3 separate regions of the Zea mays genome follow, and regions 1 and 2 are each linked to region 3. A link is a contact called in public Hi-C data. All regions are on one chromosome and are shown on one strand. The core of a region is the stretch at or near the end of the contact, and the rest is flanking DNA. Distances in the headings are between cores, read along the strand shown.

Region 1 (3,086 bases), core at 226-2,725, 480 kb before region 3:
ATCGCTCTCGCGTCACTCTCACATTTTCACCTTCTGACAAGCCGAATGTATCAATGTAATATAAATATTGTGAATATTTACTCACGTTTATGAAATGAGAATGTTAATAATTTGTCTATATGTCATCATTATTTACATTCTTTCGTATTTTATGCACCTTCATTTGTATTTGTTTACTGAGATGATGAAGGTATGCCCTTCATGCCCTTCGTCTGAGGATCATTATACCCGAAAGGAGATAATGTTTCGAAGGACGAAAGTTTTTTATCATTAACAATTGTGTTGCTTTGTTCTTGATGTATAGCATCTTTGAACAAGGGCCAACAGAAGGTATATCCTTCATGACCTTCATCTGAAGATCATTATATCCGAGAGGAAATGATGCTTCGAAGGATGAAGGTCTTTAACCATTAACAATTGTGTTGCCTTGTTCTTGATCTATAGCATTTGAGAACAAGTGACCAACAATTCCTATTTAAACAATATCCCAAATACTTGGGTGGAGTGATTATAAATGACTTTTCATCGTATGACTCCACCATGGATAATTCTCACCATCAAAGTGAGGTGGTTTACCAATAGGAATGAAAAATAATTGGGTATTTGAATTGTAAGGAATGCGAGAATAATTAAATAAAGTGCGATTAAAGTTATATTTAACTATCTTTTGTTGGTGATGTTTGGAGGTGGAGTAGCTGCTACTTGATGTTGATGGAGATGTAGATGAGTCGGTCTTGTAGTAGACGACCTTCTTCATCCTTTTCTTTTTGCCATCCTTCTTGCGGTGCGAGTCGATGGGCTTTTCATCTTGCGTCTTATCCACTTCCTTCTCCTTATGGTTGTCCATCTCCTTCCCTTGGGATTCTTCTCCCGACATCGCTTCAGATTGTTAGACCCTCAAATCAAGCGCCGAGCACCAACATCAATTGATAGTTGTCTAGAAGAGGGTGAATAGGCAACACCCTGAAATTTCACAACTTAAAGCACACTTGACTTCCAAATTAGATGTTAGCTCAAAATCTTAAACAATATAAAGTAAGGAGAGAGGGAAGTTCTTGCACTTGATGCTCTTCTTGATTGCGAATTAATACGATAGCAATATCACAAGTCAAGATTATAGAATGAACTTATAGAGAGAGGAAAAAACAAATTGCAGAAAGTAAAGAGTACAAGACACAACAATTTGTTTCTCGAGGTTCAGTTCTAAAGAACCTACGTCCCTGCTATTCAAAATTTAATAGCAAAACGATTTTAGCCTCCTCAATTCTCTCCAATCCCCCTACTCCCAAACATGCCCTAAACCTTCTAAAAATATCATCCTCTCTAATCCCCTTCTCCGAGACATACCCTAAGCCTTTCAAAAATGTCATCACGGTTCGTTATCTTCATGATCCTGTCTTTGACCACTAGCTAGCTTGAGACATATATACCGCGTGAGCATCGCTTACTTGTCTTGATTGGTCGATGTGTTGATGCTAAGGTTGAGGTTGCGTGCAACATTTATTGACTTCGCTATTGTTCACCATTCTTGACGTGGACGGGTCATCTTGATTTTTGTTTGACATATGCGTGCTTGGTTCAAGTTAATACGGTAGCAAAAATCGGAGTGTAGTAGTGGGTCCCGTACCAATTTGCGCTTTGTTATAAATATGAGCGGCTCATGCCCACACCGTTGACAACAAAAATCACGTTTCCATCCATCCTGGCGCACAAGAGGAAGCGGAGAGCGCTCTCTCTCTCCCGCCCGCAATATCATGGCGAGAGCACACCTAGCCCTGGTCAGCTTCTTCGCTGCCTCAATTATTGGTAAGCTAGGCTGCTGCAGGTCTCTGATCCGTTTCTTTCTATTCCAATCCAATGCATGCATGTTTGGTAATCTAGCTAGCTGCGCTGTTTGGTTCGGTGCCGGTTGGAAATGGAACAGGTGCGGCGTCCAAGTCGTTCACCATCGCCAACAACTGCGAGCACACGGTGTGGCCGGGGATCCTCTCGAGCGCCGGGTCCGCGGGGGTGGACACCACAGGCTTCGCGCTGGCGCCGGGGGAGTCGCGCGCTCTGAGCGTGCCGTCGGGGTGGTCGGGCCGGCTGTGGGGCCGCACGCTCTGCTCCACCGACGCGGCCACGGGCCGGTTCGCCTGCGTGACCGGCGACTGCGGCTCGGGCAGGCAGGACTGCGGCGGCGGCGGGGCCGCCCCGCCGGCCACGCTGGCCGAGTTCACCATGGACGGCAGCGGGGGCATGGACTTCTACGACGTGAGCCTGGTGGACGGGTACAACCTGCCGATGCTGGTGGCGCCGCAGGGCGCGGCCGCTGCCGCGGGGGGCAGCTGCGTGCCCACCGGCTGCATGGCGGACCTCAACGGCGCGTGCCCCGCCGACCTGCGCGTGGCGGCTTCGACGACGTCCTCCGGCGGCGGCGGCGTGGCCTGCAAGAGCGCGTGCGAGGCGTTCGGGTCGGCGCAGTACTGCTGCAACGGCGACTACGGGAACCCCAGCACCTGCAAGCCGTCGGCGTACTCGCAGTTCTTCAAGAACGCGTGCCCCCGGGCGTACAGCTACGCCTACGACGACGCCACCTCCACCTTCACCTGCGCCGGCGACACCGCCTACGCCATCACCTTCTGCCCCAGCACGACCAGGTAATACATGCGCATACGATAGATACGACGTTTCATACGACATATATCTATCTATCTACTGAACGACTGAAGCCGGCCTAGCACTTATTATTAATTAGGGATCAAATCACAAGTTTCTTGTTCGTCACTAGTGTAGTGTCACGCGAGAAAAAAAAGATTCACTTTTTATTATTATTATTTCGTGTGCGTAAGCATGCCTATGCGAGCCAAGTTACATGAAACCAAAACGGCTGGCTCCAGAAGCTACAAGTCAGGCACCAGCTCATCACCATTTGTGTCACGGACCCGGTCGGCAACAGAACACACCGCGCAAGGTGCTCGTTGGCGCTCAGTTTAGGGTCTGTTTGGTTGGTTTCTCTTGCCAATCTGGCTGTGTGAGCCAGGATCACTGGAGCCTGGCTCTGGAGATGCGATCAATCTGCTCGTATCTGGTGAGCCTGGCCCAGG
Region 2 (3,288 bases), core at 779-3,278, 360 kb before region 3:
GAATGGAAATATTCTAGAATGTTAAGTTTTTTTCAAAGGTACTGTATGTTTCTCCAAGGCTAGATATATTACTATTATGGTGTATAAGATGTCAGCATTGACTCCCAGCTCCCCCTATATGCACATTACAAAGGCGACCGCGCGTTGTATCTGCAGGACCCCAGCCCGGCCTGCGCCGCCCGTGGCATTTGACCTGGGTCTACGCTGGACCAGCACGCCCCGACCCATACATAACCCATATCCCATGCCCGCCACAGGCCACAGCCAAAGGCGCGTCGTCTGCGTCTTCCTCCTCGACTCAGGCTCAGGGTCAGGGCCGTCCGTGTGGGGGTGCCAAGGGTGCGGCCGCACCGGGCCCCCAAAAATAAAGGGGCCCCTAGCCACTGTACGGTAGCATTTTTTCTATTAAATTTATCTATTATAGACACAAATACGTAAAGAGCGATACATTATCGAGTTATCGACTAGTCTCGTTTATATTCTTAAACTGTCTCAATTACTTATCGAATACTCCGTCCGTTTCAAAATAATATTTGTTTTAGTTCTTGATTTTTATGTTTATATTGATGATGATGAATCCACTAAAGAAGCAAAACAAATTCTATTTTGATATAGGAAGAGTATTATAAACTGTATATATGATAGTTGCTTTGGCAGAGAGAAGCTTTTTAAAATTGAAATGTTTTTGTGAACCATTTTTGATCAACAATAACTCAAGAGATGTTAAATGGCTTGCTGATTCTATATATCGAAAAAAAGTTGTTGGATGAGATTGATCTCAATGATATAAGAGATGACTTTGTATCACAAAATGTTAAAAGATATTTTTAATAATATCAGATAACAAATGTTTTTTGCTATATTTTACATTTATTATCTTGTAAACTTTAAAATAGTGCATAATATATATATATATATATATATATATTTGTGTGTGGATGGGTCTCGATATCGGATTTCGCACTGGGCCCCTGAAAAGTCAGGAACGGCCCTGCTCAGGGTGCACAACAAGACAAATACGAGCTAATCAGGCAACGATGCCACAGCTGCCGTCGTCCCCCTCTGGCTTCTGGCTGGGTCCTGCGCACGTCATGATTCCGCGAACGGCGTACGCCACATTCCTTTGCCACGCCTGCTGATTCTACTCCCGTCGATGCCACCGAAGTTTTGAGCCACTTTCTTATCATTATGGCTGATGTGATTACAAGGCAGATGATATATACTACACCGCCCATGGTAAATTTGGTCGTAGCTGAGGTCAATATGTTTTTTTCCTAACTTCGGGATGTACAAACCAATTAAATGAGATATCTTTTAAGTGGTCTCTAAAAAGTTATGTAAAAAACGGGTTCTTTTATAAATAATCCGTCTCTACAGGACTATCTCTGTATATTGTGTCCTTTTTTTACTATACTTATGATTTGATTTAGGAGATTAAAGTTGTATCATGCAATTTCTTAGTTTCGGAAAATCGAGCTGAAGTCTCTAGATTTTGTATATGCTCTAACGGTGTTCTACGAAATGGTTTGTATAGTTTGATACCAGCCTAAATCCGTCCATGCAAATCCATATATTGCGAGAACATCAAGTATTCCAGACCAAACAAGAAGAACTGCGCTCAGGCTCTATTATCGGTCACTTCGAATCAGAAGCCGAAAAGCTTCGATGTGACCAAGCCCCGTATGGACGTCGGACTGCCCCACAATAATATTTTTCCCAGCGAAGGCAGCAGAACAAAGGAGGGCCGAAGAGAAGAGACGGCCGGCGGCGGGGCTAGAGATCCGTTGTTCGATCATACGTACCCGTGCGCTTCTTCTTGCCGTCGTCGTCGAGCGTCTCGCCGCCGGCGCCGTTCCGCGGCTGAGGGTAGAATCCCGCTCCGTCGGCGCCGGTCCCGTGGCGCGCCGCCATCTCCACGTCCTGCTGCGTCATCTCCGCGGACGCCTGAGACGGCCGGGCCGTGCGCTGGGGCGGTTGGGGGATTTTGGTTCCTATTGACTCGAAGAAGAAAGCCCGCTCGAGTAGGGCGGCCGGCGCGCGGAGGGCCAGAGGGGCCGCGGCAGATTTTTATAGACGCGGGAGTAGTGTGGCAACGCGATTAGGAGCGTGCAATGCAACGCAGCACAGGGCTGCCATGGGCACACGGCACACCGGACACAACGCGGCACAGTCGAGTAGTTCGAGCCAGATTTGAACGTGGAAAAGAAAGCTGTCAATAAAACACGTGCAACCTGGCCCGCGGCCTGGATTTGGAAGCACAATCACGGGTCTCAGCTATCGGCTCCTGCCAACTGCCATGCCGTCAACGTGCGTGAGGAGTCAAAGTACGGCTATAGTAAGTAAATGGCAATTACTATTATTAGAAAAGTGCAGCCAAAGAATCTCACTTTGTTGAAAGCACTGTATAAACGTATTATGCACTGCTCATGACTCTCCCTGTGGATTACAATGACCCATACACTAGTGGTATAATTGGATCAGATATTGTCGTGGTTTCAGAAACTAGAAGGATAATAAGATTTGTGTTCGGTGGGGGACGCAGATTCACTGGAATGGTAAATCGTTGGGACTCGAACATGGGGATTGAGACAGAGGGTTTATACTGGTTTAGTCTTGTGCCCTAGTCCGGTATAGTGTTGATCGTAGTATTGCCTTGGCGCGTGTTACAACTGGTGCGCGTGTGTAGAAGGAGGGGGTCTAGCCCTCAAGGGTAGAACCTTAAAGAGAGGACTTGTATTCTATTGATGAGAGTGTGATGCATGTTCCCCTTGGGTGGCGTAGTCCCTCTTATGTCGTCCGTAGGGTCGTGCGTAGCGTACTCCTGGTATGGTGTACCGCTCCGCTCGCCCGTCATGCGTGTCCTGTAGCGAGTATGGCACTGATGACCTCATAGTAGTGCATGGCGGGTCCCGTCGGTCAGTCTCATGGGGCGGTCGCGCATGGAGCAACCTTGCTTATCATCATAATCCTTGTGTCACCCTCCGTCGTGTGTAGGCATACACACAGTGTGGCATATCGTCGTGTCCCTCCCGGTACGCGAGTCACTGTAGAGACCCCGGTGCTGAGGTCCCCCACGACCGGGTTTGACCGACCCCACCCGACAGCGAGGTACATTTGGGACCGTAAGTGGGGGCATACAATTATGTCAAACAGCAACTTCCCGACGCGCCTTAGGTGTGCCACACGTATGTCCAGACGTAGCTCAGGGATGACATGTCTTGTAGCAGCTGACGTGGGTCAGCAGTACCGGACTGGGACCTCCACCTCACCAAGTTACTCGGTCAGGAG
Region 3 (3,053 bases), core at 132-2,631:
AAACGGAAACGGTTACCGAAAATATGGAAACGGAATCGGTAGAAAAACTCGGAAACGAAAACGGTTTGGGTCTGTTCCGACCGTTTCCGGAAATTACCGTTTTTATTCGGTATTTTACCGTCGGTAATAAATTCGGTATTTTTCAGAAAAAATATTAAATCTGAACTGATCTTTATAAATTCATAATAAATTCATCTTAGCTTAGAAAAATATAAAAATAATTTTATTATTTTTCTAAAATCAAGATTTATCTAATGATATATAGTTTAGAATCGTTTGAAACTTTTATAAATCTTATTTATTTTTTCTTACCTCTTATTACTCTTGATACATATATTCATAATTTGAATGAGAACTTAAGAAGTACCAAGAGGACACTAATTATATTGACTATACCAAGTAGTAGGTGTATAAATAGAATGTAAGTGCCATATCATTATACACATCTTGATTCTACTTTATTTAAATACATAATAATGATTTTATTGTTTTATGATTTCTTACTTTATATATTTATTGTGGCCTGCTACCTTATATATTATTATTAATTTTATATAAATGTATGACTTACGTGAATTTTTGAAGTCAATTGAGGGTACAAGTTACAGTTTTTATCGATCGAATTTTTAGATTTCGATCGTAACCGGTGTAATTTTCGTACCGAACTTTCGTTTCCTATGTTTCCGAATTACCGATATCGTTTTCGTTTCTAGAGTTACCGTTTTTTATCTCGTTTCCGAGGAAAAATATGAAAACGAAAATGGTTTTTGTGTTTACCAATCGTTTCCGACCGTTTTCACCATCATAAGTAACTCGCCAAAACTGCAATGGCCGGCCATCGAGTAGCGAGGCCGATGCGTCATGAAACACACGGCCTGCCCACACCACACAGAACGAAATGAGAGGCAGCCATGTGCGCCAAAACCTGACACGTAACCACTGAACTGCTGGGAAGTCGGAATGCAGACGAAGTGACTAGCTAGACCGCTAGAAGTGGAACGGTACGGCACTCCTCCTACCGTACGTGTAGCAGCGGCTAGATCGGCTGGCCGGCCACCAGCGCTCCCGCAACACATCACTCAACAGTCAACGCATGAACACAACACAGCGCAAAAATGCGCTGCCATCTGGTTCTGATCTGCCGATATGATGCAGCCACGTCCACGGACGACGCATCCGCCGCCCTCACCGCTCACGCTCAGCAGCGGCTGTGTGTGTCCACCTACCGCGTGGGGCGCTCAGCACTCAGCACTCAGCACCGGCCGGGGCTGTGTCCACCCACCGCGGTCGACTCGGGTCAACCGCGTGCAGCGCCGCTAAAATGCCCCCGCGAGTCGTCCTCCGGTCCCTGCTTCCTTGCGAAAGCCAAAAGGGCTTCGCCGCCGCCCCCCAGTCCCCACCAACCCAACCAGAGCACAGCGTAGCTCCTAGACGCGACCTAGGCCTGGTAAAAACAATTGGAAATTTCAGTTGGCCATTTCCCCGCCCCGCGCGCCACCCGCAGCAGCGCATATATATAAACTCCACCTCCGGGCTCACTCCTCTCACCCCCCTCTCTCCTCCCTTCCAATCCAGGCTACTCATGCAGCTCGCACGCCGCCACCACCACCAACTGCCGCACTGACGTGCATGCATGCGCAGAAGGAGCCAGCGCCCGGCCTGCGGCCTTGCCTGAGAGGAGCTCCGTCCTAGCACGGCAACACCAGGCGTCTAGCGCGCGGACGCAGTACGTCTGAGCAAGGCAAGAGCGGCGTGACGACCACCTGCCGGGAGCCGGGTGCTGCCTGCCCGGCCTGGACCGATCAAGCGACACCGGCCGGTAGACAAGAGACAGGCGCGCACATATATAGACACACACACAGTCACACACGCGATGGAGAGCGCGATGGAGAAGGTGTGGGAGTCGGGGCGGCGGATGAGCCGGAGCATCGGCCGCGGCATGGGCATGGAGGCGTGGGGCGTCGACGACGTCTTCATGCCGCAGCACGGCTCCCGGTCCCGGACAAGCAGCCGCGGCGGCCGCGTCGACGACGACGAGGAGGCGCTGCGATGGGCCGCCATCGAGCGCCTCCCCACCTACAGCCGCGTGCGCACCGCCATCCTGTCGGAGGCCGCCGCCGTGGGCGGGGTTAACGACGACGACGACGGCGGCAAGCAGCAGCGGTTCAAGGAGGTGGACGTGAGGAAGCTCGGCGTTGGCGAGCGCCAGGAGTTCATCGAGCGCGTCTTCCGCGTCGCCGAGGAGGACAACCAGCGGTTCCTCCAGAAGCTCCGCAACCGCATCGACAGGTGCGCAACAAACACGCTCGCCGCGCGCCTGCTTCTGTTTGTTTTCTTTAATTTGCCCAGTGCTAGCTCCGGCCGACACACACACACAAAAGAGGCAGGGTGAGAGATGAATCTGCATGCTGGTTTCTGTGGCCGGAAGCACAAGCGTTATCGCTTTATCTTAGCTTCAGGAGGTGCCCAAACAATTGATTCCAGACGAAACTTCAGCTTCTAGTACTTCCAAAAGTGTAGGACATATCGTCATATCGAGCACCTTTGCAAACGTGCACAAAACCAGGAACATGTACAAATTTTCGGATACAAGAAATGAACACAATTTTCGTTTTTTTTTTCAAACTACTTTTGACCATGTTTTGAGAAAGAAACTACCTTTTTCTTTTCTTATGTTTTTCCCTCAGCTCGCGTCGATTGTTGGCTAGCTAGCTAGAATACGGTTCCCTGCTTCGAATCCCCATCATAATACAGGCCTCTGAATATGACTTTGATCGGTTGACTGATAGGGGTCACTCCAAGAGCAGATGAACCTGTCTTTCCTGCCCCCCATTATCCATAGTGTTTCCCTTGCAAATTTTTGAGGGTGCGTGCGTCATGAGAGGCCATTGCAGTTGAACAAATCCATTTGAAGTTCACACATCGAACCCCAGAGATGAGCAGCTAACTTACTCCAACAGGAATCAAAGCAACAAGAGCCCAATCATTATTCTCATTTCTATATTTATAAAAATTATTTGAAGCATGGTATGGTATGCATGCCGCGCGCGAGA

The links. A called contact is a pair of places that touch in the nucleus more often than the background predicts.
Region 1: a Hi-C map of bundle sheath shows a contact between it and region 3, with 2.5 times the contacts expected there. The contact joins the promoter of LOC103638580 here to the promoter of LOC103638587 in region 3. A contact is called at or near these places in 5 of 25 Hi-C or Micro-C datasets (bundle sheath, ear, leaf and 1 more).
Region 2: a contact with region 3 is called in a Hi-C map of ear, with 2.7 times the contacts expected there. The contact joins the promoter of LOC100501686 here to the promoter of LOC103638587 in region 3. A contact is called at or near these places in 2 of 25 Hi-C or Micro-C datasets (ear and leaf).

Annotation. Positions count from the first base shown.
Region 1 is chr9:79,296,833-79,299,918 of Zm-B73-REFERENCE-NAM-5.0, forward strand. It overlaps LOC103638580 (thaumatin-like protein 1b), which reads left to right and starts at 1,476. Exons shown (of 3, transcript XM_008661453.4): 1 at 1,476-1,806; 2 at 1,925-2,639. The coding sequence starts at 1,755.
Region 2 is chr9:79,410,345-79,413,632 of Zm-B73-REFERENCE-NAM-5.0, forward strand. LOC100501686 (Amino acid permease 6) reads right to left here and starts at 2,029. Exons shown (of 6, transcript NM_001362815.1): 1 at 1,803-2,029. The coding sequence starts at 1,932.
Region 3 is chr9:79,775,028-79,778,080 of Zm-B73-REFERENCE-NAM-5.0, forward strand. LOC103638587 (ABC transporter G family member 42) reads left to right here and starts at 1,382. Exons shown (of 21, transcript XM_008661458.3): 1 at 1,382-2,289. The coding sequence starts at 1,874.